Linked DNA regions of Mus musculus: all the other regions are linked to region 1. Evidence: chromatin contacts called from public promoter capture Hi-C data. All regions are on one chromosome and are shown on one strand. Each heading gives the region's core, a stretch centred on a gene start, on an enhancer-like site or on the middle of the called end of the contact. The rest is flanking DNA. Distances are from core to core; before and after follow the strand shown.

The links. Promoter capture Hi-C pulls out the DNA fragments that hold promoters and counts their contacts.
Region 2: a contact with region 1 is called in a promoter capture Hi-C map of hematopoietic stem and progenitor cells, with 5 times the contacts expected there. The contact joins the enhancer-like site here to the promoter of Adcy3 in region 1. A contact is called at or near these places in 23 of 39 promoter capture datasets (the 3T3-L1 cell line, the C10 cell line, the HPC-7 cell line and 14 more), 7 of 484 Hi-C or Micro-C datasets (the HL-1 cell line, bone marrow-derived macrophages, embryonic stem cells and 1 more), 20 of 115 datasets of contacts at active chromatin or transcription factors (T-cell acute lymphoblastic leukemia, embryonic basal ganglia, embryonic forebrain and 8 more) and 1 of 9 other capture datasets (liver).
Region 3: a contact with region 1 is called in a promoter capture Hi-C map of second pharyngeal arch cranial neural crest. The contact joins the promoter of Itsn2 here to the promoter of Adcy3 in region 1. A contact is called at or near these places in 8 of 39 promoter capture datasets (the 3T3-L1 cell line, cranial neural crest, embryonic stem cells and 5 more), 6 of 115 datasets of contacts at active chromatin or transcription factors (effector CD8 T cells, embryonic limb bud, embryonic stem cells and 3 more) and 2 of 9 other capture datasets (embryonic stem cells and liver).
Region 4: a promoter capture Hi-C map of stem cell-derived epiblast-like cells shows a contact between it and region 1, with 7 times the contacts expected there. The contact joins the enhancer-like site here to the promoter of Adcy3 in region 1. A contact is called at or near these places in 13 of 39 promoter capture datasets (the 3T3-L1 cell line, the HPC-7 cell line, HPC-7-derived erythroid cells and 6 more), 13 of 484 Hi-C or Micro-C datasets (embryonic stem cells and stem cell-derived epiblast-like cells) and 11 of 115 datasets of contacts at active chromatin or transcription factors (embryonic stem cells, large pre-B cells and stem cell-derived neural progenitor cells).

What each region holds. Positions count from the first base shown.
Region 1 is chr12:4,130,018-4,136,425 of GRCm38.p6, reverse strand. Adcy3 (adenylate cyclase 3) reads right to left here and starts at 2,273. Exons shown (of 21, transcript NM_138305.3): 1 at 1,426-2,273. The coding sequence starts at 2,100.
Region 2 is chr12:4,540,605-4,546,970 of GRCm38.p6, reverse strand. No RefSeq gene overlaps it. Among named protein-coding and RNA genes, the nearest start is that of Gm31938, 20 kb to the right of the region's middle. Within about 2 kb of position 1,365, at least 52 of the 459 cell types and tissues checked have an H3K27ac peak or open chromatin away from gene starts, as enhancers often do. A contact at or near this core is called in bone marrow-derived macrophages and hematopoietic stem and progenitor cells, where this site is marked.
Region 3 is chr12:4,588,937-4,594,770 of GRCm38.p6, reverse strand. Itsn2 (intersectin 2) reads right to left here and starts at 1,763. Exons shown (of 40, transcript NM_001198968.2): 1 at 1,539-1,763. Gm3625 (predicted gene 3625) reads left to right here and starts at 1,040. Exons shown (of 1, transcript NR_169069.1): 1 at 1,040-4,976.
Region 4 is chr12:4,388,343-4,394,294 of GRCm38.p6, reverse strand. The region is part of intron 2 of Ncoa1 (nuclear receptor coactivator 1); the gene reads left to right. Among named protein-coding and RNA genes, the nearest start is that of Gm51963, 68 kb to the left of the region's middle. Within about 2 kb of position 1,469, at least 18 of the 459 cell types and tissues checked have an H3K27ac peak or open chromatin away from gene starts, as enhancers often do. A contact at or near this core is called in embryonic stem cells, epiblast stem cells and stem cell-derived epiblast-like cells, where this site is marked.

The sequences.
Region 1 (6,408 bases), core at 1,024-3,523:
AGGAAAACAAAAAACAAACAAACAAACAAAAAATGAAAACCAAGACCACAGTGATATGCTATAACCGCACAGGCTCTAGCCTGGTGCTGAGCCGAGCAGAAAACCTTTGTGAACTTTAACTGAGCACAGTAGCCCACATCTACAAACCTAACGCATGGCAGGTAGAAGCAAGAAGGATCGATCAGGTGCTCAAGTCACCCTCAGCTACAGCAAGACCATTTTGGGCTACATGAAACCCTGCCTCAAAATAATAAATCAATTTAAAAAAAATATATATATATATATCTGTGAAGTAGGTTCCTACCTGACCCAGAATGGGAAAAATAGAAAGAACGTTGTACCAAGACCTAGAAAAAAAGTTAAAAACCCAGCAGAAGCCATGTTTCCCTCTAAACAGCTGGGAGGCAATGGAACAGGCCCCTCAAAGTTCTGTCACCAGAGGTACCACTGTAAGCCATGCCCCAAACCCAAGCAGACAATGACAAAGGCTTTGGTAAGACAGAAGCCACAGTGAGATGTGGGTAAAGACCTCTGGAAGCAGACGGAAGAAACCTGATGGCTGTTCCTGGCCACTTCCCTGCTCTCTGGTCACATACGGAAAACTGGAAAGTGTGTCGTAAGATACAGAACGCATTGACTCACGTCTCTGGGGAGCCTTTTAAAGGATGACCAGATAATTCAGACCAGAATCACAGCCCATCTCTCGCAGCACTTGGTGGGAACGCAAATCAGCAAAGCTGAATCTCAACTGTCCACGCCTTCAGTGGAACTAGCCTGCTAGGCCGCAACACCACACTCCACACCACAGCGGCTATGACAACCGTCCCGGTTGTGTCCCCACTTCTGCCTTCTATGGGAGACCACCCTCCCTTACATCACCTATCTGCTGGTGATGCTCTGAGCTCTAAGGAAGAAGCAGGGTATCTAATAACCACGCCTTCCCTCCTTAAGCTCTTCACATAACCTAACAGGCTTTCATCTCTGTTCCCTTGGATCTTGATAACAGCCACTTCTGCATCCAGGGCAGACAGGATCCCCATTTGACTGAGAGCACTGAACCCCCACAAGTCAAACACCATCTGGAGTTAAGCAGAGTTTGCCACAAGCCGTCTCTTGACCTGGGTCATAGACTGGCTGAGCAAGACTTCCTCCACACCAAGATCCAAGGTGCTGTCACCAACTCCAACCAGGCACAGTTGGCTGAGTGGCCCCGAGGCCCAGTGTTCTTTCTCTAGGAAAAACACCATATGACATCGGGGTGCACACTCCCAGGGGCTGAGAGGTAGTCCTCTGAACTGACAACTGGGACCCCAAGGCCGCTCAGGACGTGTTCAACTCCTGGCATTGAAAGCAATCCCACCTGAGTGACACTTGGCTGGAAGAGAAGGAATACAATAGACAGATAGGGAGGAGGGTGGGACTCACCTCCCTCAGCAGCTGCATCCCTTCCAGCTCATCCTGCTGCTGCTGGGCCACAGTGACCCCCAACACAAGCGTGTGCACAACACAGGAGACCACAGAGATGATCACGATGGGGCTGAGGCTGAGGGGCAGCGTTATGAAGAAGGAGAAGACAAAGAAAGCCTGCCAACCCACAGTGTCACTGGCTGCGTGGGCCCGTGAAAAGTTCAGGCCCAGGTAGGAGAAGATCTGGGCCGAGATGAGCAGCCACAGCAGGTAGGGTACCACTTTGCGGCTCACTCGGTCCGGGAGCAGCCCCTTTTTACAGAGCACGAAAAGGATGATGTCCAACACCAGACCGAAGCCTGCCACCATGAGGGGCGCCAGCTTGTCGCTGGAGAAGACCACCGCGCACATCACTACCACGTAGCAGTCAAAGAGGGCCGCAAAGACCACCAGCACCAGCAGGGTCTCATGGCGCTGCCTTTTGAAGTAGGTCTGGTAGAGGTTCTCCAAGGACTCAGGCACGAAGGTCAGCCGCATAAAGCGAGGCAGGCACAGGCAGGACCCCGAGTTCCGCACAGAAATTTCATGGGTCCGGCCGACCCCGCGGTCGGGGTCAGAGGGCAGGCTGACCGAGTATTCAGCTGAGTACTCTGCCGAGTACTCGGGATCCGAGAAGCCCTGGTTCCTCGGCATGTTGGCTGCTGGCTGTTTCTAATGAGGAAGGGAGACCTGCAGGTCAAGCCACTTCACCAGGGCTTCGTAAGACCCGGGGAAGGCGGGGAGGTTCCTCTTGGTTATGAATGAAGGGCGTCCAACTGGAGCTGGAATGCTTAGTGGGTTCCCAGGACACAGGTGGCACCGAACATCTGCAACTTAAAAGGACATGGCTAAGGACATGGCGCCTCTTTCCTTGACCCAACCTACCCCTCATACAGATCCATGCTACACAAGCCTCCAACACCACAGCCTCCCAAGCACGCCCACACACTCAGTCCAGTCCACACCAGACACCCGGTTTCCTGCGTCGGGCTTCTGGAGGGGCCTAGCCATCTCTCCATTCCTTGTATGCCCGGCTCTATCCCTGACTTCCTCACCTAAATTCCCTTCAGGCCCACTGGCTCCAAGCTGAAAAGAAAACGTGCCTGGAAGGAGCCGGAGCGGTCCTGGGGATTCCCTCATCTCCCTTCTGTTTACTTCCTTTCCCCCACCCACCCCTGGGAGAATCCAGCCCCTTCCCAACCTCGGGCTCTGCAGCCTCGTGGAAGTCCATCCAGCCCTGGGTCGTAGCTTGGCGCTGACCTGTGCGGGAACTCGGGAGCCGCGCGCTCCAAACCGGGGCTGCGGAGCCAAGCCAAGTGGGCTTCAGCGAGCCGCAGGCTGCTTCCCGCAGTGCCGCCGCGCCAGCTCGTCCACCCGGAGCCTGTGCGCGGGTCCCCTCGCGGTCAGGCCCCGGGTCAGGCTGGGAGAGGCGCGAGGCTGCGGCTCAGCATCGGTGGGCGCAGAGGACGGCGGCGGCGCGCGCTGCGGATGGCGGGCCCAGGCCGGGGCAGCTTGCCAGCATCCTCTCCCCGCACGCAGGGCGAGCCAGCCGAGTCCGTGCGCTGCGCTCTGCACACTGATTCACACGCGCCGCAGGCCCCAGGAGGCGGGCGGCCCCTCCCCGCCTTGTCGCCGCCTCCTGGGCGCCGGGTGGAGGGGCCCCCTCGCTGTCCCCGGTGTCTCCCTCTTGCCAGCGCCCGGCGACGACTGCGTGGAAACGCCGAATTGGTGGCAGATAGAAAGGAACGAGGCGAATCTGCGCCTTGCCCCCAAACAGGCCGTGTTACGGAAGATCAAAGCCCGGGACGTATCTTCCCTGAAGGTGAGGCGTGCTGGGGCACCCCGGCCGCCCTTCTTCTACCCTGGCTTCCTTCCGGGGACAGGAGAGGCCTCGGGCTGAGGTTTGGGGGCAGCTCCCTGAGTGGGCGCGCCCCATCTCAGTGTCTCCGCCCACCCTGGCAGCCCAGACGTCAAGCGTGGGGCTTGATCTCTCTTCGAGGGAATAAGCAGCCGAAACTGGTGACAAAAGAGGACTGAAGTAGCTTGATTGGTGCCTGGCACGTGGACCTGAAAGAGGCCTTGCTTCACGAAGATCTCCAGTGCACATCCAACCAATTGGGATGTATTTGAGTTCTTCCTTAAAGAAGCAAATGCTCCTTTTGGACCTGTCCATCTCCTAAGCCGTAGCATCAATTATTTTCCTTGAATTTGACAGAACACCTTGTTAGGAGTGAAAGTCGTTTTAGAAGAAAATGTGCTCAAGGGACTGAGGACAGCCCTCAGCATTAAGGGATCAAGCTTTGGGGGCAGCTAAAGATGAGAGAAGAAAAACAGACACAGGGGATGGGGAGCTAGCGAGGGATGCCCTGTCACTCAGGGATAGATGTCCATTTAGAACTTCAGGCATACATTCACAACACCCAGGGAATAGTCCATCACTTAATTGGTCTTCCATTGCTGTGTGTATGGGTGTCCCTCAAATTGTCTGACAAGATCAGTACCCCCCACCCTGCACTCCCCATCCCTCCCACGTGCCTCAGCCCACACTCTCCAGGGCTTTGATTAGAAAGGCAAAGCACAATAACTAACTTCAAATAGAGGCGGAGGGTGAACTCTGTACAAAGCACCAGCCCCATCAGTTTAAGTTGTTTGGGGTCCAGGAATTTATTGCAACTTGTTACATGACGATAAAGGATGTGGTTTTTACTTTTAACAAAGGAATTCATTGATTTTCAAAAGGGGGGGGGGAGAAAAGCTAGTGGCTAGGCTGTGAATGTTAGTTTCTGACTAGCATCCAAGAGGCCTGCATCCCAGCATTGCAAACCAGAGGTATTAAATGCCTGAGATCCCAGCACAATCAAAAGTTCAAGGTCACCCAGAGCTGCTCAGCAAGTCTGAAGCCTGGGCTATGTGAGACCTTGTCTCATAAAAGAAAACCATTAAGTGAGGTATACCTGAACTGCTAGGGACGCAGCTCAGTGCTAGAGGACATTCCTTATACAAGGTCTAGGTTCAGTCCCAGTGCCTACAGTGGTTAAGAGCACTTGCTATTCTTACAAAGGATCCAGGTTCGGTCTCCAGCACCCACACTGAGTGGCTCACAATCTATAACTTTAGTTCTAGGAGATTTGGCACCCTCTTCTGGCCTCTGCGAGCAACAGACACTCCAGAAATGCATACACACTGCGCATACACACAGGCAAGCAAAAAACTTTTTTTTTTTTTAAAACCAGTTATTTACTTACTTTCTTACTTACTTACTTAGTTTAGTTTAGTTTAGTTTAGTTTTTTGAGATGATTTCTCCATGTAACCCTGGCTGTCCTGGAACTTGTTTCATAAACCAGGCTGGCCTCATTTTAGAAATCTAGGAGCCTCTGACTCCTAAATTCTGGGATTAAAAGGGTGTACCACCACACCTCATGGGATTTGTTTTGACACAAGGACACTCATATTACATCTCTGAGTCTTCCAACCCTTGGGCTCCTCTCTAGTCCGTTGTGTGTCAAGGGCACATCATATGCCTGGACCCTGACCTGAGCTTCCTTGTTAGGCCTTCCAGTCCTGCCAATGTCCCAGCCCCACTCTCCACCCTGACTGTTTAAAGAATTATTTATATTTTCTGCATATGAGTATTCGGCCCCTGTGTGTGTATGTTTATGCTTTGTGCGTGTGTTTATGCTGTGTGCATGCCCAGTGCACAAAGAAGCCAAAAGAAGTCACTGGATCTCTGGACACAGGAATTAGGGACAGATTGAGCCACCACATGGGTGCTAGGAACCAAACCTGGGTCTTCTTCAAGAGCAGTCAGTGTGCTTAACCACGGAGCCATCTGTCCAGCCCCTTCACCTAGTTTTGCAAAGGGAGAGGGCTCCATATAGACAGTGCTGGCCTCTTCCTTGCTATCCACTCATTGTCCTCCAGAATCCTCCAGGGTGCCTTACCAATTGGTATAGGAACCTGTTTGCCTGCTCTAAGAGCCAAGTGGACATTGGAGAAACCATAAGAGCTGGCCTCATCCTCTGCCAGCTCTGCCAGGCACCACATCTACCAACAAGACAGACCCTCGGGTAGATACCGTTCACAGTTCCCAGTGACTTTACAATTGGACAAGAGCCTGCCAGGTTGGAAAGGGAGGGTCTGATTGGGCCTACAAGGCATGCATCATAGGTACCTAGAGCCACATGGCCTGCAACAGAAAAGCCTGCAGCACAGCCCAAGCCTGCCCTAATTCTCAGTCAGTGGTGTGTTCTTTCTTGTGGGTCCTGGAAGATGGTAGGAGGTCAGCTGAGGCCTCCCTGGCAGTTACATGTATGGGGTGAATATTTCAACTCAGAGGAGCCGCTCATTGCCTCAGCCCACCATGAAGGAGATCAGGAATTCACCTGTGTGGACCAGGATGCTTCCCAGGGTCTCTGCACTAGCATAACAGATACTCTAGCAGAGCCAATGGCTGATCCCTGAAAGAGATGGTACTGTATATAAGGGCACTGGCTGCCCTCCCCCTGCCCCCGAGGCAGACACCCAGCTTTCTTCTCTGGTACCACAAGCATTCAGGTCAAAGGACATTTAAGACTAATCATCCTTGGGTCTGGGGATGTAGTTCAGTGGGAAGAGTGCTTGCTTAGCATGTATGAGGCTCCAGGTTCAATTCCCAGCATGGTATAAACCAGGTAGGGTGGCACACACCTGTAATCCCAGCATTCCAGAGGATGAGCAGCATAAGCCCAATGTCCTACAAATCAAGCTTGAGGCCAGCATGGACAACATAAGATGCTGTCTTAATAAAATGGTAGCTGCCCTCAAGGAGCGGTGTGGGTAAAGCACTTGCCTAACATGTGACATGTGAGGCCCTCTGGGTTCTATTCCCACTGCCACCAGGCCGAGTGACCAGGGTGGGCTTGTGGGGTGGTATTTATCAGCAGTCCATTGTGTTCTGGTCAAGACCTGGCTGACAAGCTTAA
Region 2 (6,366 bases), core at 116-2,615, 410 kb before region 1:
TCAATGCAATCTAATCTTTGCAACAGCAGTGTGTCCTAGGAGCAGTTTCTTCAAGACAGGCCACACGTGTTTGTTCCTTTTGGAATAGAAACAATTTCTCAACACTGTGGAATAAGATAGTATTGTCCATACCTAGAAACACTGACAAGTTATTGGTATGCATACGCCTCTCCTGAAGTTATCTTAGAGTGTGAGTCTCAAGTTTCTCTGGCCATTTCGATCCAACAGCCCGGGTGTGGGAAGCAGGCACAGCAGGCTGACACAGCTGCTGTGGCCACGCTGACTGTGTCTGGCTGGGGGCCATTTGAGTCTGCATCTGGAGATGCAGAGCATTGTGGAGAAATTTTTCTCTGCAGAAAAGTTTCCAAGTGGATAACTACCAGCTTTCCCTTTGGTGACTCCCCTCCCACTCCATCCCGCCCTCATCCCATCCCCCACCCCAGGATCTGAGAACAGATCCCAGGACCTTTTGCTTGCTAAGAAAGCACTCTACCTCTGAGCTAAGTCTCCAACCCTGCCCTTTGGCAACTTTTCCCACTTTCTACCTTAGGTGTCCTCATCTCTGTCAAACTGTAAGAAAACTTTTGTAATGGGTTTGAAGATACAGGGTAAGGCTAGTGGCTATAACCAGTTTATCCTTATACCCAGAAACAGGCCGGGCTTGTTAATTTTTTTATTTGTTTTATGTATGTGTGGTTTGCCTGTGTGTATGTCTAGTCTGTGTCCCACGAGCATGCAGTGCCCACAGGGGTCTGTGGTATCAGAAGCCCTGGAACTAGAGTTACGGGCAGTTGTGAGCCATGATGTGGGAGTGGAGACTTGAACCTGGGTCTTCTAGAAGCACAGCAGTGCTGTCAAATGTTGAGCCCCTGCTTCCAGTTTATTTTTTATGCACAATGGAAAACAGACAATAATTTCTATCTCTTTATGGCACTAAAGGACACATGGATTATATTATTGACTAAAGTTAATCTTCATAAGCGACTCCTCTGTCGAACGCCATACAATTGTATGAGAAATGCTGTGTCTGGATGCAGAGATTTATTTATTTATTTGGGGTTTTTGTTAGTTTTTCAAGACAGGGTTCCTCTGTGTAGCCCTTACTGTCCTGGAACTTGCTTCATAGTCCATGGTAGTCTTGAACTCACAGAGATCTGCCTGCTTCTGCCTCCTGAGTGCTGGGATTAAAGGTGCACACCACCAGGCCAGCCAGAGTTTTATTTTTAATAGATAAGCTCTAAAGTACACACTTTCCTTCTCCTTTCCATCCTCTGTAACTGCAGTTCCTCTTTGTCTTAGTTAGGGTTCTGTTGCTGTGGTGAAATACTATGACCAAAAACAAGTTGGGGAGGGAAGGGTGTATTTGGCTTGCACTTTCATTTGTGGTCCATTACTGAAAGGAAGTCAGGGCAGGAACTCAAACTAGGCAGGGACCTGGAAGCAGAAGCTGATGTGGAGGTAATGGAGGGCTGTTTACTGGTTTGATCATCATGGCTTGCTCAGTCTGCTCTCTTATTATAGATGGGAGGAGGGTGGCCCCACCCACAATGGTCTGGGTCCTCCCCTATCAATCACTAATTAAGAAAGTATGCTTGCTGGGCAGTGGTGGCATACGCCTTTAATCCCAGCACTTGGGAGGCAGAGGCAGGCAGATTTCTGAGTTTGAGGCCAGCCTGGTCTACAGAGTGAGTTCCAGGAGAGCCAGGGCTGCACAGAGAAACCCTGTCTAGAAAAACAAAAAGAAAGAAAGAAAGAAAGAAAGAAAGAAAGAAAGAAAGAAAGAAAGAAAGAAAGAAAGAAAGAGTGTTACAGTCCCATACCGAGGCAGTTTCTCAGTTGAGGTTCCCTCTCTTCCGATTACTCTAGCTTGTGTCGAGTTGACATAACAATAGGCAACAAAGAATTCTTTTCTTAATTCCTTTGAGCCAGGTGAGAACGGCTCCCATAAGCTTATATTTTTGTACACTTGGTTCCCCAGTAGGTGGAAGAGTTTGGGAAGGATTGGTGTGGCATTGTTGGAGCAGGTATGTCATTGGGGCGGTGCCTGGAGTAGTGAGTTTTGAGGTTTTAAAATCCCATGTTATTCCCCATTAGCCCCTCTACCTCTCTCCGTCTGCCTCAGGCTTTGTGGATAAAGATGTGAGCTCTCAGGACCTGCTCCAATGCCTTGGCTGCCTTGCTGCCGCCATCTTCCCTAACGTGGTAGTCATGGACTGCCCAGCTTTTCTGTGGGCTCTGGGGACCCAAACTCTGGTCCTCACACCTGCACAGCAAGTGGCTTCCCTACACAGTCACTTCCTGGTCCACCAAAGGAGACTTGGCCTTACTTCCATCTTCTTGCCTACAGAGCTTCCTCCTTCCTTTTGACTGCCTCTCAGGATGTCACAGTTTCGTAACACATGGTTTCAACAGTGTCCTCCTACTATGGGTATTTTGACTGACTCCAAACTGTGGCAATTATAAACAGTGCTACCATAAACAAACATGTACATATGTCAACCTAACCTTGGGTGTGTCGTCTTTTTTATTTATTTTTCTTTCAGGACAGAACCTCAGACCTCCTGTATAGGAGGAAAGTACTCTATCACTTAGCTACATCCCAGACCTTGAGAGTATATTTGAAATAAACTTGTAGAAGTGGACTTTGTTTTCTTGTATAAAGGGGTATATGTGCTTAAAATTTCTTTCCAAGATTTTTGTTTGTTAGTTTTGTTGAGTTTTTTGTTTGTTTGTTTTTTGTTTTTTTGAGACAGGGTTTCTCTGTATAGCCCTGACTGTCCTGGAACTCACTTTGTAGACCAGGCTGGCCTCGAACTCAGAAATCCTCCTGCCTCTGCCTCCCGAGTGCTGGGATTAAAGGCGTGCGCCACCACTGCCTGGCTTTTTTTTTTTTTAAAGATTTATTTATTATATGTAGCTGTCTTTAGACACTCCAGAAGAGGGCGTTAGATCTCATTATGGATGTTTGTGAGCCATCATGTGGTTGCTGGGAACTAAACTCAAGACCTTTGGAAGATTAGTCAGTGCTCTTAATCTCTGAGCCATTTCTCCAACCCGAGATGGGGTCTTAATAGAGGTCTTGTAGCCCTGCCTGGTGTAGAACTTGTTATGTAGACCAGGCTGGCCTCAAGCTCTCAGAGATCTACTTGCATTTGCTTCCTGAATGCTGGGATTAAAGGTGTGAGCCACCATTCCTGGTCTTTCCCCAAGGCTTAAAGTATTATTATATTTGAAAAATAATGCATACTATAATTAAATATGTACATAATATAGACAGGTACCAGGAAAGCCCATCTCCTGACTCTATGTCCTAGGTTTCCTTCCCAAAGATCATCAGTGTGTGCATAAGTCTACACATAACACATGTATATACACTGGCATGTACATATGACTAGATATTTGACAGCTTTTGGTTTTGCTCATATACCATTCTGTGCCCTCAACTTTTCATTTATATGCTTATTTAATTGGTAGTTTTGTGACAGGATCACACTATAAAACCAAGCTAGAGTGGAGCTTGCTAGGTAGCTCAGGCTGTCTTTGAACTTAAGATCCTTTTGCCTTAGCCTCTCAAGTGCTGGGATTCCAGATGTGTGCCACTATATCCAGATCTTCACCCCAGTTTTCAACTTACTACATCAAGATTCATTACATAACTGTCTTAGTCAGGGTTTCTATTCCTGCACAAACATCATGACCAAGAAGCAGGTTGGGGAGGAAAGGGTTTATTCGGCTTACACTTCCATACTGCTGTTCATCACCAAAGGAAGTCAGGACTGGAACTCAAGCAGGTCAGGAAGCAGGAGCTGATGCAGAGGCCATGGAGGGATATTCTTTACTGGCTTGCTTCCCCTGGCTTGCTCAGCCTGCTCTCTTATATACCAAGACTACCAGCTCAGAGATGGTCCCACCAATAAGGGACCTTTCCCTCTTGATCACTAATGGAGAAAATGCCTTACAGTTGGATCTCATGGAGGTATTTCCTCAACTGAAGCTTCTTTCTCTGTGATAACTCCAGCTGTGTCAAGTTGACACAAAACTAGCCAGTATAATAACATAATATTAATAGATCATACTTACTCTCTTTAAAGTCAATATGACATTTATCTCAAGGATACCAACACTAACTTATTAAAATAAGGTGTAATTTACATAAAATATAATTCTTTGCTGTCATTTAAACAAACCAGTACAGTACACCCCATGGTAATTTACTGGAACTTGAACTCAGGGCCATGCGAGGCAAGCATTTCACCACTGAGCTGCACCTCCAGCCAGGACTGTCATTTTGACGAGTGTTTTCCTATTTCTCCTCTGGAGGAGTTGCACCAGTCCACACTTGTACCAGCAGCATAATAGAAGTCTTCCTGCAGCCTTGACAAATGCAAGCTCATCAAGCTTTCAGATTGCTCGGATCTATAGGTGAACAAATAATGCACTCTCATTTCAAACCTCACTTTTATGTGTGCGTGAGCCAGGGTCTTTCATGCAGATGTTGCGGGCGGTTGCGCCACAGTGTTCATGCAGATGTGCGCGGAAGGCTGCGCCACAGTGTTCATGCAGAGGCTAAAGAACAACAAGGGAGGAGCAATTTTCTACTTCCACCCTCTCAGGGGGTCGGGGGAGGGGGGTGCTCAGTCTGTCAGAGTGCACAGCAGTTTTCTTAACCTGCGGAGCCATCTCAAGACTCCAATTTTCTTATTTATTAGGAGGGATGTTTGTGTGATCTTTTTAAATGCCCTGTGCCAGCAATGGCCATCTCACTCAGCTCCCTTTAGCTCCTAGAAAGAAAATACACTAGAAACTTTTATACTTTAAAACTGACCAGAACTGGGCGGTGGTGGCGCACACCTTTAATCCCAGCACTTGGGAGGCAGAGGCAGGCGGATTTCTGAGTTCGAGGCCAGCCTGGTCTACAGAGTGAGTTCCAGGAGAGCCAGGGCTGCACAGAGAAACCCTGTCTCGGAAAAAAAAAAAAAAAAAACCTGACCAGATAACTCAAAGCCTGGGCGAAGAATATCCTGCCCCATCCTCCTTGGCCTCCGCTGTGAGTCCCCGAGAGTTACAAGTTGGCTACGCCGTCTCTGCTCCACAGCCTGATCCAAATTAACAATGCTCCCAGTGTCCCCCTCTCCTCCAGTCCAGCCCGGAAATTCTGCCTTATCCTTCGCCTAGCGATTGGCTTCTGCCTTCTTTATTGACCCAATCAAGAGACAATTAGGGAATCTCCGCCTTCAGAGGGACATTTAATGGTTTAGAAAATCTGCCCTTGTCTGTGATATGAATTACGAAATTTTGGGAAACTTGGCGTGCATAGAAATATCATGTAAGAACTGTACCCCTTAGTTAGGCGTGGACACCTTTAATCCCAGCACTCGGGAGGTAGAGTTTAAGATCATGTAAATTGGTCTACATACTGAGTACTAGGCCAGCAAGGGTACTCGGAAAAACTGTTGGAAAATCTTTTCTAGTATCTCTTTTGTAAGTTATGATTAGTTGCTGTAAAAGATAAGAGCATACTGCTTGTTTTTGTTTTCAAGACGGAGTCTCACTGTGTGGCGCTGGCTTTTCTGGAACTCGCTCTGCAGACCTGGCTAGCCCAAAATTCAGAGATCCACCTGCCTCTGCCTCCGGAGTGCTGGGATCAAAGGTGTGCGCCGCCATATCTGGCTTAAAGTTCATGTTTTATACACAATGTAATAAATAAGTATCTTTCTTTCTCTCTCTCTCTCTCTCTCTCTCTCTCTCTCTCTCTCTCTCTCTCTCTCTCTTTCTTTCTTTCTTTTTATTTTCCGAGACAGGGTTTCCCTGTGTAGCCCTGGCTGTCCTGGAACTCACTTTGTAGACCAGGCTGGCCTCGAACTCAGAAATCTGCCTGCCTCTGCCCCCCAAGTGCTGGAATTAAAGGCGTGCGCCACCGCCTCCCGGCAACAAATAAGTTTCTAATTAGAATATCAGAATAAGGCCCAGGACCCGGATAAATGAAAAGCCACCCACTCTGTGCTTCCTGCTGTATCTTCCCAAGGTTACAACTTCACTCACTCTAAAGCAAAGAATAGACTCTTGGTTTTGGTGTGCTGTCTTTAGCCTGAAAATCTGATGTTTAACAAAGGCATTTATAACTCAGGGTTATGAAGAAGGGCCAAGATTCAAGAAAGTGAAATGTGTGTGTGATCTGAAGAGATAAGCTGTGTTATTCGATCCCCAGCTCATGAAAGAAGGAAAAGACCTTGGGACCTGAGCATGAGGCCCAGAAACCTGCACTTGGCTTAGTTCAACAGTTACGGAATGCTTATGAGACATTGTCGTTGATGGGGAGTGAAGAGAGCAGCAACCTTGTTTCTTACCTGTGGTGTGGCAGATGGG
Region 3 (5,834 bases), core at 514-3,013, 460 kb before region 1:
GCCCCTGGTAGCAGACAGCATGCTGAGAATATGTAAAATGGTCGTTTTACTCCTTAATACACACACACACACACACACACACACACCTCTAAAATTTCTAAGATTATATAAAAAAATGTCCACTTTGTATAGGATAAAATGACCAAAATAAATTCTTGAAAAATTCTCTAAGTTTGGGCAAAAGGTGTGTGTTACTCTGTTTTTGTAAAAATGCATTTTTAAAGTACAAATCCAATCCCCTGAATGTACATATCTCCTCACACTCAGGAAATATCGGGATTTGAGCCTTTGGATATGTTGAACATTTTTTTAACTTCGTTAAATGGTTACCAGCATTACTTGGAACAGCAGCAGCACACCAGTCATAAGAATAACCGCCAACGTAATGGCAAGCACATAACTGAATTTTGCAGGCCTCCCATCAACTTGTATAAATGTTGTAGGCCATGTTTCTAGATTGCTTTTAGGTTTTAGCACTGGATGACAATACAGCAAACCGTGAAAGGGAAGTTAGCAATTTCTCAAAGGCTTAAGCACCTAGTTTGGCCTCCAGTCTGTACTACCTAAACTAAGCTAACAACACAAAATTCCAAGTGACACCTTGCGTCCCCTGAGGAAGTAGGAAACGCCGTGAAACAGACAAGAAGCACGGAGTACGGCAGTAATTTCTGTGTCAACTTGAATTCCTATTGTAAAGTAGCTGGGTCTATCCAAAATGTTCCTGTTCGTTATGAATGCAAGTTTCAAATGAGTGTATTTGCCACGGACAATCACTGAATAACACAGAGCATGACCAATACCTGCAAACAGTGTCTTTCAGCAGAATGAAACTTGCAGCCTCGGTTTACCTACTCACTATGCACTTGTAGGTGCCTCTTCTCCCTTAAATAAGCAGTGAACTTTGGCTACAGAGACTCCTCGCTGTGCTTCCTATATATACCCTAGAAATGCATAATGCAGAAGTCAGCGCTTAACAGTTCTCAACTTTAGCTGTTATAACGCGAGCAGTGGACGCCAAGCATCCGCCCACTGTCCTCTCGTGACTCCGGCTACTTTGACGCACCGGGATGCGGCTCACCTGACACTCTGCAGCAACCCTGACCAAGGAGGAAAAAGAAAAGAAAGGAAGAAAGAAAGAAAAGAAAAGTCAACTAAGCCAAAATAAAATAGGTCCCCAAGGCAACGCGCACCCAGCCCAGATGCCCCTAAGGAAAGCCCGGAACCCGGTCGCCACCAGCGATAGGCGGAGGCCGTCACCTGCCAAGCGAGGCCGCGGCAAGGGGCCCGGGCTTCCCGGCCTCTGAGAGGAGCGGCCCGCCCGCCCCGCGGCGGAGGCAGGAACCCCGGGGCCGGAGGTTTCCGCCCGGCACGGCCGTCCTCGGCCGGGGCCTAGGGCGGGGGCCGCACGCGCTTCCGAGGACTGAACCCGGCGGTGCGCGGCGCGCAGCCCCCTCTGCCCGGCCCGTGGAACCCCGGGGGCGGCGGCGGCCGCACCTGCCCCGCGCCCCTCGGCCGCGCCGACGGGCGGCTTCACCCACCTGGCGCCTCGCGCACGTCCCGGCGCGACCCCGCGCGCTCCTCGACACCGGCGCGTGGGCGCGGCCAAGCTCCGGGAAGACCCTGCCGTGCCGCGGCCGCCGCCGCCGGGTCAGTCGTCAGGCCGGCCGCAGCGAACCTGTTGCGCAGCCTGTCACGGCTGCTGGGCTCTCAGCCGGCGCCGCCTCAGCCCCACAACAACATGGCGGCCGCGGCCTCCGCAGGAAGCCGGGGGGCGGGGAGGCGAGCGACGGGCGGGCAGTGACGGCCCGCCCGCCTAGCCGCGGGACACCTACTCCTCACCGTGGGGAGCGTGACACTGCGTGGCGCTCCTCCTCGCCCCCGGAACCGTGGAAGGCGTGGGCCGAAATGCTTCTCCTCCCGCCAGGTCCCGAAGCTCCGCGGCTGACAGCCCTTCCAGGAGCTGCCAAGACCCCCCACCTGGCTCCTCCTCTTCGAGGTGACTTGCCGGGGACTGGGTGGGACATTTCCTGCCACAGGACCCTAAGGTTTTGGAAAGGGCCAAGAGATGTCCAGGACATCCCCGTTGGACCACACATGGAGCTTGCTGTCTCTCAAGCTGGAACCTTCTTATTCACTGAAGGTCTCTTCGTTAACATGTGAGCAAGCCTTTCCTGAGAATGGGGAAGTTAGAGGTGCAAAGGAGTTGCCTCCACCTTTGCTGCAGATCCTTCTCAAGGACTCTCCTTAAAGGATTTTACCACACCCAAGAGTTAGCTGTCCATTCACCATCACACACACACACACACACACAGAGAGAGAGAGAGAGAGAGAGAAAGAGAGAGAGACAGAGACACAGAGACAGAGACAGAGACAGAGACTGAGAAAAAGCATCCCTCTGTTCACACACAAGAGCAAGCTCATGACAGACAGGAAGACCGTCCCGGACTTTTCTGCTTGCAGAAGCTAAACATCCTTACCCATCTAATAGGAGAAACTCATACTTAGAACTTATTTCTATTCTGTGGTTTCCTCACTCAAATCACCATTCTTTATCTGCTGTTTGACAGAGGCAACAGCACCCCCTGGACAAAAAAAAAGCTTTCTTAAGGTTGAGGATGAGGAAATGATGGTCCCTAATGGGCAAAATGGGAGTGTAAGGTTTCCATGGAAGGAAGTGTACTGAGATGCAAAACTCATAACGTAAACTGGTGCGTGCCTGTAACCCCTGCACACAGAGAACGAGTCGCATCAGTCTGACTGCTGAGAAGGATTGTGAATTTGAGGTCAGTCTAGGCTATATAAAAATTGTTTTTTAAAAATCCCATAAATAAATGGATGTTTTCAAACATTAGTATCCCTATGATTTCAATTGAAATGTGAGAGATATGTGTAGATCAGATGACCCCAGGCTTCACTGACCCCTGTTGGGGCTGATGCAGATAGAAAGTCTGACTTGAAAGAGATTGCGGAGATGCTCAGGGCCAACTGAACTGGACAACCAACTCTTAGGAGGAATTTAGCAAACATTGATGGTGATAAACAGGGTTTTCTTGCTCTCACGGTGTTTTCTTAACTCTTCAATTAGCCCTTGGCTTGCATTTTGGTGTTCGGGACTTGGTAACATTCACCTTGCCTTCTTTCTGTTGAGGTTGCTGGATCCTTGAGAGGAGGGCGGTGGGACGCAGGTGCATTTAAAGGCCTCCCTTGAAGAAACTGCAGAGCTATCAGAAATTGGAGTTCTGTATGTCTGCCTGCAGTATCCCAAACACTAAGTCAACAACTTGGGATTTTTTTTGTTTGGTTTTAGGGTTTTTTTTTGGGGGGGGGGGATGGTCTCTCTGTATAGCCTTGGCTGTCTTAGAACTCTCTTTGTAGACCAGGCTGGCCTCAGAGTCACAGTGATCTGCCTGCCTTTGTCTCCCAAGTGCTGATAATTCCAGTTTCTATTCAGAACTTGAGATCAATCTATCCTGTCACAATGTAGAGTATGAGGGCCTCCTCTAGCCTAGCTTCTCTTATACATACATATGCGATTCTGGAATAAATCTGGACTTACTTAGTGGATATAAGTAATGAGGGAAGAAAAGAAATGAAGGATTCTCAGATTGCTGGGCAGGCCTTGCTAACAGTAGTTCTTTCTGTTCAGCAAGCTAAATGGAATTTTGGAGGCTGGCAAACACAGAAGCAACCCAAGAAATGTTCTTGCTGCCTTTAGATCTTTCTTTCCCTACTTATGCAAAAACAGTCCTTTTTGTCGTTTTTGATTTTTGTTTTTAGGCTTGCAAAACCCTTCTTCTCTCCTTGTGTCTTCTTTAGCCAAATACCAGAGCACTCAGTGTCCAGCAAAAACTTCAGCACCTGAAATAGTCAGTCATTTCTCTCCACCCAGAATTCTCGTCATCCTCAGTCTTTAGGAATTTATGATTCAGGTAGGTGATGTAGCAACCCTCCCAGTTCATTCCTCCATTCATGGGCTGGTCTTGAAACTCTACCTGTGAATTCCCTCAGAATTTCCCAGATCTGACTGTCATTTGTTTACCTCTAGCATGGACTGTAGATGAATAACAAGCCCTACCTAATTCAGAGACGTTCTGTCAATTCCCTAAAAGATTAGTAGTTGGTGTAGCGTGAAAAGCTTAGGGAGCAGGGAAGTAAACTATGCATATCATATTTCTCCCTTTCTGCCAAATCTAGGATAGGCTCTTAGGCCATTACTATAAACCAAGGTTTTACCATGGGGACCCCTAACCACAAGCTCTTTTCCTTTCATGCTCCTTCCAGCCTTATAGATCCTGTTTTTAAAGACCCCATTCTTCATCCAAAAACCTCCCAGCCTGTCTTCAAAAGAAGACTATGATGGTAAGGACAGGCTAGAATAGACAGAAGGAAAATATGCAGATTTCAACCATAGTGTAAGGTAAATATTATATAGGAAACTGTGTGAACCAGGGGCTTGTCTTTTACATAAGACCTTTACCACTAATAGACTGCCTATGGCAATGCTATGTATAACCTTAGTTTTAAATAAATAATTTATAAGGAAATTAAGAGGCTATGGCCAACAGAAACCATACTGATTTGTCCAGATATTTGTTACTTCTGGTATTCTTCATTCTTTCCTAAGGACCAGAGTTTCCATTTATAATTCCCTTTAAGTAACTTTCTTTAGTGTTTAAAGCTATAGTGCAGGTCTATTTGCTACAAATTTTTATATTTTATATGAAAACGTAGATGTTACTTGCTTTCATATTTGCATGTAGATTTACATCCATGGATGTAAAAGAATGGGTTGAAATAAATGAGGTGGCTCAGTGAATAAAAGCACCCACTGCCACTCCTGATGACTTGAGTTTGCTCTCTGGGTCTCGAGGATGGAAGGAGAAAATCAACCTGCAAGTTCTCCTGTAACTCCCACCTCTACAGCCCTGTGCCCTGTATAATAACAAGTACATGCTAAATAAAATGTAAAACTCTAAGCTGCCACTCCCCTCCTTCTCACTGAATATTTAACTGTTTGGTATCCTCATTAAATATGTGCCAACAGTGTAACTGTGCTCCACTGCAGAGCACCAAAGCCCTGCTCTGCCACCCCCACCCCCCCATGCCCAGGACATCTGAGGACATGAGTACTGGGAAAATGGACCTGTTTAAAGTCATTTTTGGGGTTTTTGTTTGCTTGTTTGTTTTTTTGTCTTTCTTTGGTAGGAGCTTGCTCATGTCCCCTGTTAGCTAAGGCATCTATTTTAGTGGCTTATAAGAAAAAAATGGAACCTAGGCATTTCTCCTATATTCTCTCTCTTCCGAGAAATGGATAAAAGGTGAAGTTTTCCCTTTCTCAGTTCCTTTTTCCTTTCAAAACTTAGAATGAACTACTGACAATAGTGATTAAGGCTTGAAGATTTAAAGTCAAATCAATCTAGGAAACCAGGTTGAGGTTGACCTATTATAACAGGGTGATACACATGATGAAACGTAGGTCAGGGTAGTGAGTTCAAGGCCCACGAAGAGGTCTAGGCCTTCCATGAGATGTCTTTGTCATGTCACTAATTGGATTGTTTGTTTTTACAAAATTAAAAGTTACTAAGAACCTCACATGTTCCTAGTTCCTAACCATAGTCAACAGGACAAACTGATCTTTAGGTTAGCTTCTCCACTCGACCTACAGACCCTTTTTAGAGTATAGAGTAGAGTAGAAACAAGTGAAAACAGGAATGGCTTAGAGGAGGGGGTGGGAGGGGGAATCTCCAACTGTAGCATTGGCAGAGTATTACCACTTTCAGGCTGCTGGTGTTGTGGCTGCTGGTGTTGTATATATATAACTTGAGATGCTGGCT
Region 4 (5,952 bases), core at 220-2,719, 260 kb before region 1:
TTCAGATTAAACCCACAATGATCCACTACTAAACAAGTACTTAACGTAACTAGTGTAGGAAATCAGGACAATACAATGATCCACTACTAAACAAGTGCTTAACGTAACTAATGTAATGTAGGAAACCAGGACAATACAATGATCCACTACTAAACAAGTACTTAACGTAACTAATGTAGGAAATCAGGACAATACAATGATCCACTACTAAACAAGTACTTAACGTAACTAGTGTAGGAAACCAGGACAATACAATGATCCACTACTAAACAAGTGCTTAACGTAACTAATATAGGAAATCAGGGCAGTACCAGGACATCCAAGATGCAGAAAAACTGGTTCTCTTGAATACGGCTCAGATCAATGAAAATATTACATATGTATAATTATGTTATTAATTAGTACTGGAACAAATTTCTATTCTCATAGAAGTTGCAAATTTGGACAAGATTTTCATATATTCCACTTTCCCATAGTGGTAACAACTTACATTCAACCTTGGTCCATATCTTTAATTAAGCAATACATCCGTCTATGTTATTCACAGCCACACATGCTGAAAACAGCCCACATGGTTGTGAAAGTATGAAATGATAAGTGTGGTAAATTCATAAGTTGATGACTAAGCAGTGAAGGACTTTATTGACACATGCAGCAGCATGGGTCTGTAGCAGTATTGTTCAGGGTGAGAGAATGTGGCCGCAGGCAGTTGTACACTGTGTGCTTCCACTTGCCTAACCTAGTATATAGCAAAGGACCCTGCTGATGGAGAAAAATCACAGACCAGGCATTTAGGGGAGTTTGACATATAAAGCATGAGAAAGTGCCTTGGTTTGGTGGGGTAGGTGAGTGTAGAACTTGTAGTTTGCACATAATGGTTGTTTTAAACTTCTATGCACATATTTATATTCTTAGAACTGTACTTTAGGAAGTAGTTTACTGCATGGTCACTTACTAACACTATTTAACGGTAGATCTAAAGTGAGAATAAGCAGAAGAGCAAAAATGATAGGATGTAAAACTAAACCCTATCTTGTAAGATGTATGGGTTTTAAGAGTTTTGAGGAGTTACTGAATGTTAGAAACAGGTGAATGAGCTTCTTAGAGTAAATCTCAGATTTAAAATTAGATTAAAATAAAGTCTTTACTCATGTATTAATGAGTGTGTGGGCACGTGTGCAAGTGTATATGAACATGATGAGGGACTCACGCCACAGTGTGAAAGTCAGGGGACAACCTGGTGAAGTTGGTTCTTTCCTTCCATATGTGCACCCAGGATTGGATTCAGGGTGGTGGCAACAAGAACCTTTATCCATGGTGCCATCTTCGCAGCCCCTAAAAAACACAACCTATTCTTTGTTTATTATTGATTGTTTTTTAATTTTATGTTTGTGATGTGTCTGTGCACTGTGTGCATGCCTGGTACCCAAGCAGTCCAATAGAGGGTGCTAGATCATTTGGAACTGGAGTTACAGGTGGTTGAAAGCTGCCATGTGGGTGGAGGAACTGAACACCTCCCCCACACCCTTCTCTGTAAGAACAGTAAGTACTTTTAACTGCCAAGCCGTCTATCTACCTAGCCCCAGATTAACACAGATCTGCTGTGGGTTAAGACACTGTGGCTCAGGCTGCCCTTGAACTCACAGCACTCCTCTCTCTACTTCCTAATGCCAGGATTACAAATGTGTTACCATGCCTGCCTTTCTTGTGTTGTACAGCCCACTCTATACTTGTAAATAAATAAATAAACAAATGGGATTTAGTAATTTATATTTCATCTAGAAATCTAGTGGATATTTTGGTTTCAAAACTATTGCCATCTTTTTGGGGGGTGAGGGGTTAAGAGTTACTACACTGTGCTAGCTTGCCTTTTCTTTCTTTTAAAGACAAGGTCTCATATAGCCCACACTAGCCTCAAATTAGCTATGTAGCTGAGGATGACCCTGAACTTGTCATTGTCCTGCCCTCACCTCCTGTGGTCACAGCATGCTGGTGACTGACCCTGAGCTTCTTGAATGTTAGGTCAGTGTTAGGTCTGCCAGCTGAGCTGCGTCAGCAGCCTTTAACGGTGTTATCTACACAGCTCTTGAAATGTTACTACACTGGTCCTGATTTTGAAAATAGCTAAAAATAGAATAATGAACTCTTGTCTGTCTCAAACAATTAGAACACAGGGCCAACTTTGTTTTTACCCTCTTCGACACCTTTTACTCTCATATTTTGAAACAAATACAAGCATCATGTCCTTTCGTCTGTAAATACTTCACTATGGCCCTAGAAAAGGTAAAGTTGTCTATTTTTTTAAAATACCATAATCTCAATATAATACAATTATTATAGTTAAAATTAATTGTTAATTATTTACTATTAGTATTCAGCTTTCAAAATACATATAAATAGTCAGGTTTATCAATATTTTCCTTTATACACTATAAAGGAAACTATATTCACTTACATGTTTACTAAAACTGGTTAGAAAATACTTTATACAATTCATTATCTTACCTATTTTTAAGTGTTAATTCATATTACCATGCCAAAAAAATCTCCAGAATTTCTTTTGTATTACTTCACACATAACTCTGTAACTTTGGTACCTTCTCACTCCAGTTAACACTTTTTTCTAATGATGAGATTTAATTTCAGTATTTAATCCATTTGACCTTTCCCCCTTTTTCTGTTTGCTGGTATAGTATGTAAATCACATTTACTCTTACTCCATTGGCTTGCCATTTTTGCCAGCACCATTTACTTAAGGGAAAGTCATTTTAGTCAGGATATTGTTGCTGTGATAAAACACCAGGGCCACTCACCCAGGGTTGCCCCACCCCCCAGTAGGATGGGCCCAATCAACATCAACATCAATCAAGAAAATGCACCACAGGCTTGCAGACAGGCCAGTCGAATGGGAGCATTTCCTCAGTTGAGATTCCCTCTTCCAGATGACTCTAGCCGGTGTCAACTTGAGACGTAACAGTACAATAGTCTTTTTGAATAGTTTCCTGGTCCTAGAGTGCGAAGGGTCTTGGTAAATACTACAGATTTTTGAGGAAACCTCTGAACAATTAAATCCTAGGTGTAAGTGTAAAACAGAAATAGACCAGTTATCAAGAAGATTGAAAATAAGCTTCAGATTAGTTTACTCTCTGGAGTTTTTCCTACTGCCAATCAGAAACTAAAACTCTTTAAATAAAAAGCAACATCATTCATACTCTCCTTTTGTTGTTGTTTCAAGTCATGGTCTTATACCCCAGCAGCAGACTTCAAGCTTACCAAGGAACAGGAAACCAGAGAAAAGAGTTAGGAATACACAGATGCATTGCATTCCAGGACTGCAGTGAAAACGTGTATAGCAGTTCCTTCTCCCTCCTCTGTGTGTCATGAGAAACCAGCTGTCACGTGAGTTGGTTTCCCATCATACGCAAAGCATGCTTTTCCTACCTTTCCTGTGTCTTCAGTTTTCTGAAGCTTAACCGAGGTAAGGTTCTATGGGAATTATTCTTGATACTTAGTTGAGCTTTCTTTAGTTTTAGATTACTTAAGCTTGCTCACTCTCCCTCCACGTGTGTGTGTGTGTGTGTGTGTGTGTGTGTGTAGGTTAGAGGGCAACTCTTGATAGTGGATTTGATGTTCCACCACCTTGTTAAGGGAAGGTCTCAGTTTCACTTGTTTGCTGACTTTTCCAGGACAGGTAGCCTATTTGCCACTCTGGTGCTGGAATTACAGTGCATCCACCCTCCTCCAGCTTTCGTGTGTGTGGCTTATGGGAATCGAACTCAGATCCTCAGTCTTTCTCAACAAACACTTTTACCCACTGAAGCATCTTGCCACCAATTTACCACCCCGATGTCTTTTGTTTGTTTGTTTGTTTAAATCTGGCCAATTGTTACCTTTTGTGAGATGATGCACAGATCTGAAGCTCGCTCTGTTTGCTTTCTCTCTGTTGTTAAAATTGCAAAGCTTTATTGTCTTTCAGGCCTGCAATTCTTTCCTCTGCACCCATCCATTCAATTTTTGCTTTTAGCTGTTGGGTTGAGTCTGAAATCTCCCCTTAGTCCCTCCTTATGGCCTCCCTTGCTTTGCTAATGTCCCTATATTATTCCTTTGGATTTTGTTTGTTTTGTTTCAAATATGTGAGAAAAATAAAGACAGAGAGAAGGCAGACAACTCATTTCATCATGGCCAGTCACAGTCCCTTTTTGGATAATTTCAGCATCTCTAGCATCTTAGTATCTACAGATCTTCCTTTTTCATTCAGTTATAAATGTTCATGGTTTTTGGTGCTGGAGAAATGGCTTTATTGGTTCAGAGCCTTTCATAGAGACCCCAGTTGGGTTCCTAGCACCCATATCAGGTGGCTCACAACTACCTGTAGCACCAACTCCAGGGAAATCTGAAGTCTCTTGACTCCTCATGTACCCACACACACAGATCTAAAAATAATAAAAATAAATCTAAAAATAAATTCCTAGTTTTTGAAATAAGTGATTTTCATTGGATATTTGAACATTATTGGTATTGTATTCTGAGATTCTCAATCTATTTAAATGTCCCAGTTTAGCTGGATATGGTGGTAGAATCTTTGAACTTCTAACACTTGGAAGGCAGAGGGAGGAAGATTGTAAGCTTGACACTAGTCTGTACTATGCAAAGTAACATCCTGTCTCAAAAAGAAAACTAAATAAACCCCGTATTTAGCCTCTGCCATTGTTGCTTCAGCATGGGAAGGAAGGCTGATGTCTGATTACCCGTGGGTAGGAGTTCAACTCCCTACTTGCCACTCTTATTACTCAGCTTGGGGGTTGGTTCTCTTTCTTCCTGGTTGAGAGAGGCAGGGGTGCCTCATTAATATCCCCCATGTGGCCTCTGCAGGGGCATATTCCCATTACTGTGTAGAGGTAAAAGGCCTAACTCACAGAGGCTTCCCCTGACACCAGCCTGTGGCAGAGAGGGTAAGTGACAATGTCAGGCATTCTGTATAGCCTTGTTACCAGCTAGCAGGCAGGCTTCACTGCTGGGCTCTGAGATGCCTCTGGCTGGGAGAGCTGGCCTTCCTGCTGTATCTTGAGGGGGGGCTTCCATGTGCCCTGCATTGGCAGTGGTAGAATAGAAACCATCGGACTCTAACTCACCCACCCCTGACCTACACCCACACCCAATTTTTTTGTGTTTGGCTAAGTAAAATAGCTTTTGCCCATGTTGTCTTGTTCCTGATTGTTTGGCAAGGGAGAACAGGGTTTTGTTTTGTTTGTTTGTTTGTTTGTTTGTTTGTTTGGTGTTTTTAGGGAGGTCTTGGCTTCTAGGTGTTTCCAAGTTGGCAGCTTCTTTGCTTCCTATTCTATCACATACAAGGTACAAAAGAAAACTCACAAATCTTCCATGTGCTTTTCCTTGAATTATGAGATCCACAAATGGTCTGTAGTCTCTCTGTTTTCAGTTTCCTTATGGATGTGATAAGTATGTCTATAGCTTTTACTTTTACTTACAAGGAGAAATAGGAAAAGGTACCTCCTTCCTAGAGGTGGAATTCAGCAAGTACTTTTCATTTCTTTTCTCTTTTCATGTCTATGTCAAGTGTGTGTTTGTGTGTGTGTGTGTGGTGTTGGACCGCAAACCCAGGACATCATACAGGCTAGGCTAGAACTCTACTACCAACTCAAATATTTTTAATTTTCAGTTGCTTTATTTTTATTTTAATTATAACTAAAATTCCCCTTTCTTTGTGTATATTTGCTTGATTGTTGCTGTGGCTCATTTCTAGGACTTTAGCTTATTTTAAATGAAAATATAGTTTACTTTTAAGAAATGTTTTGTATTAAGAGTGATAATTTCTATATTCCATTACACACACACACACACACACACACACATGTTCTCTTGGTTTGCTTGCGTCAAGGGTAGTGTATTAGTTACACTTTTGTGTGTGGTGCTGGGAGTCCGAGCAGTTACAAC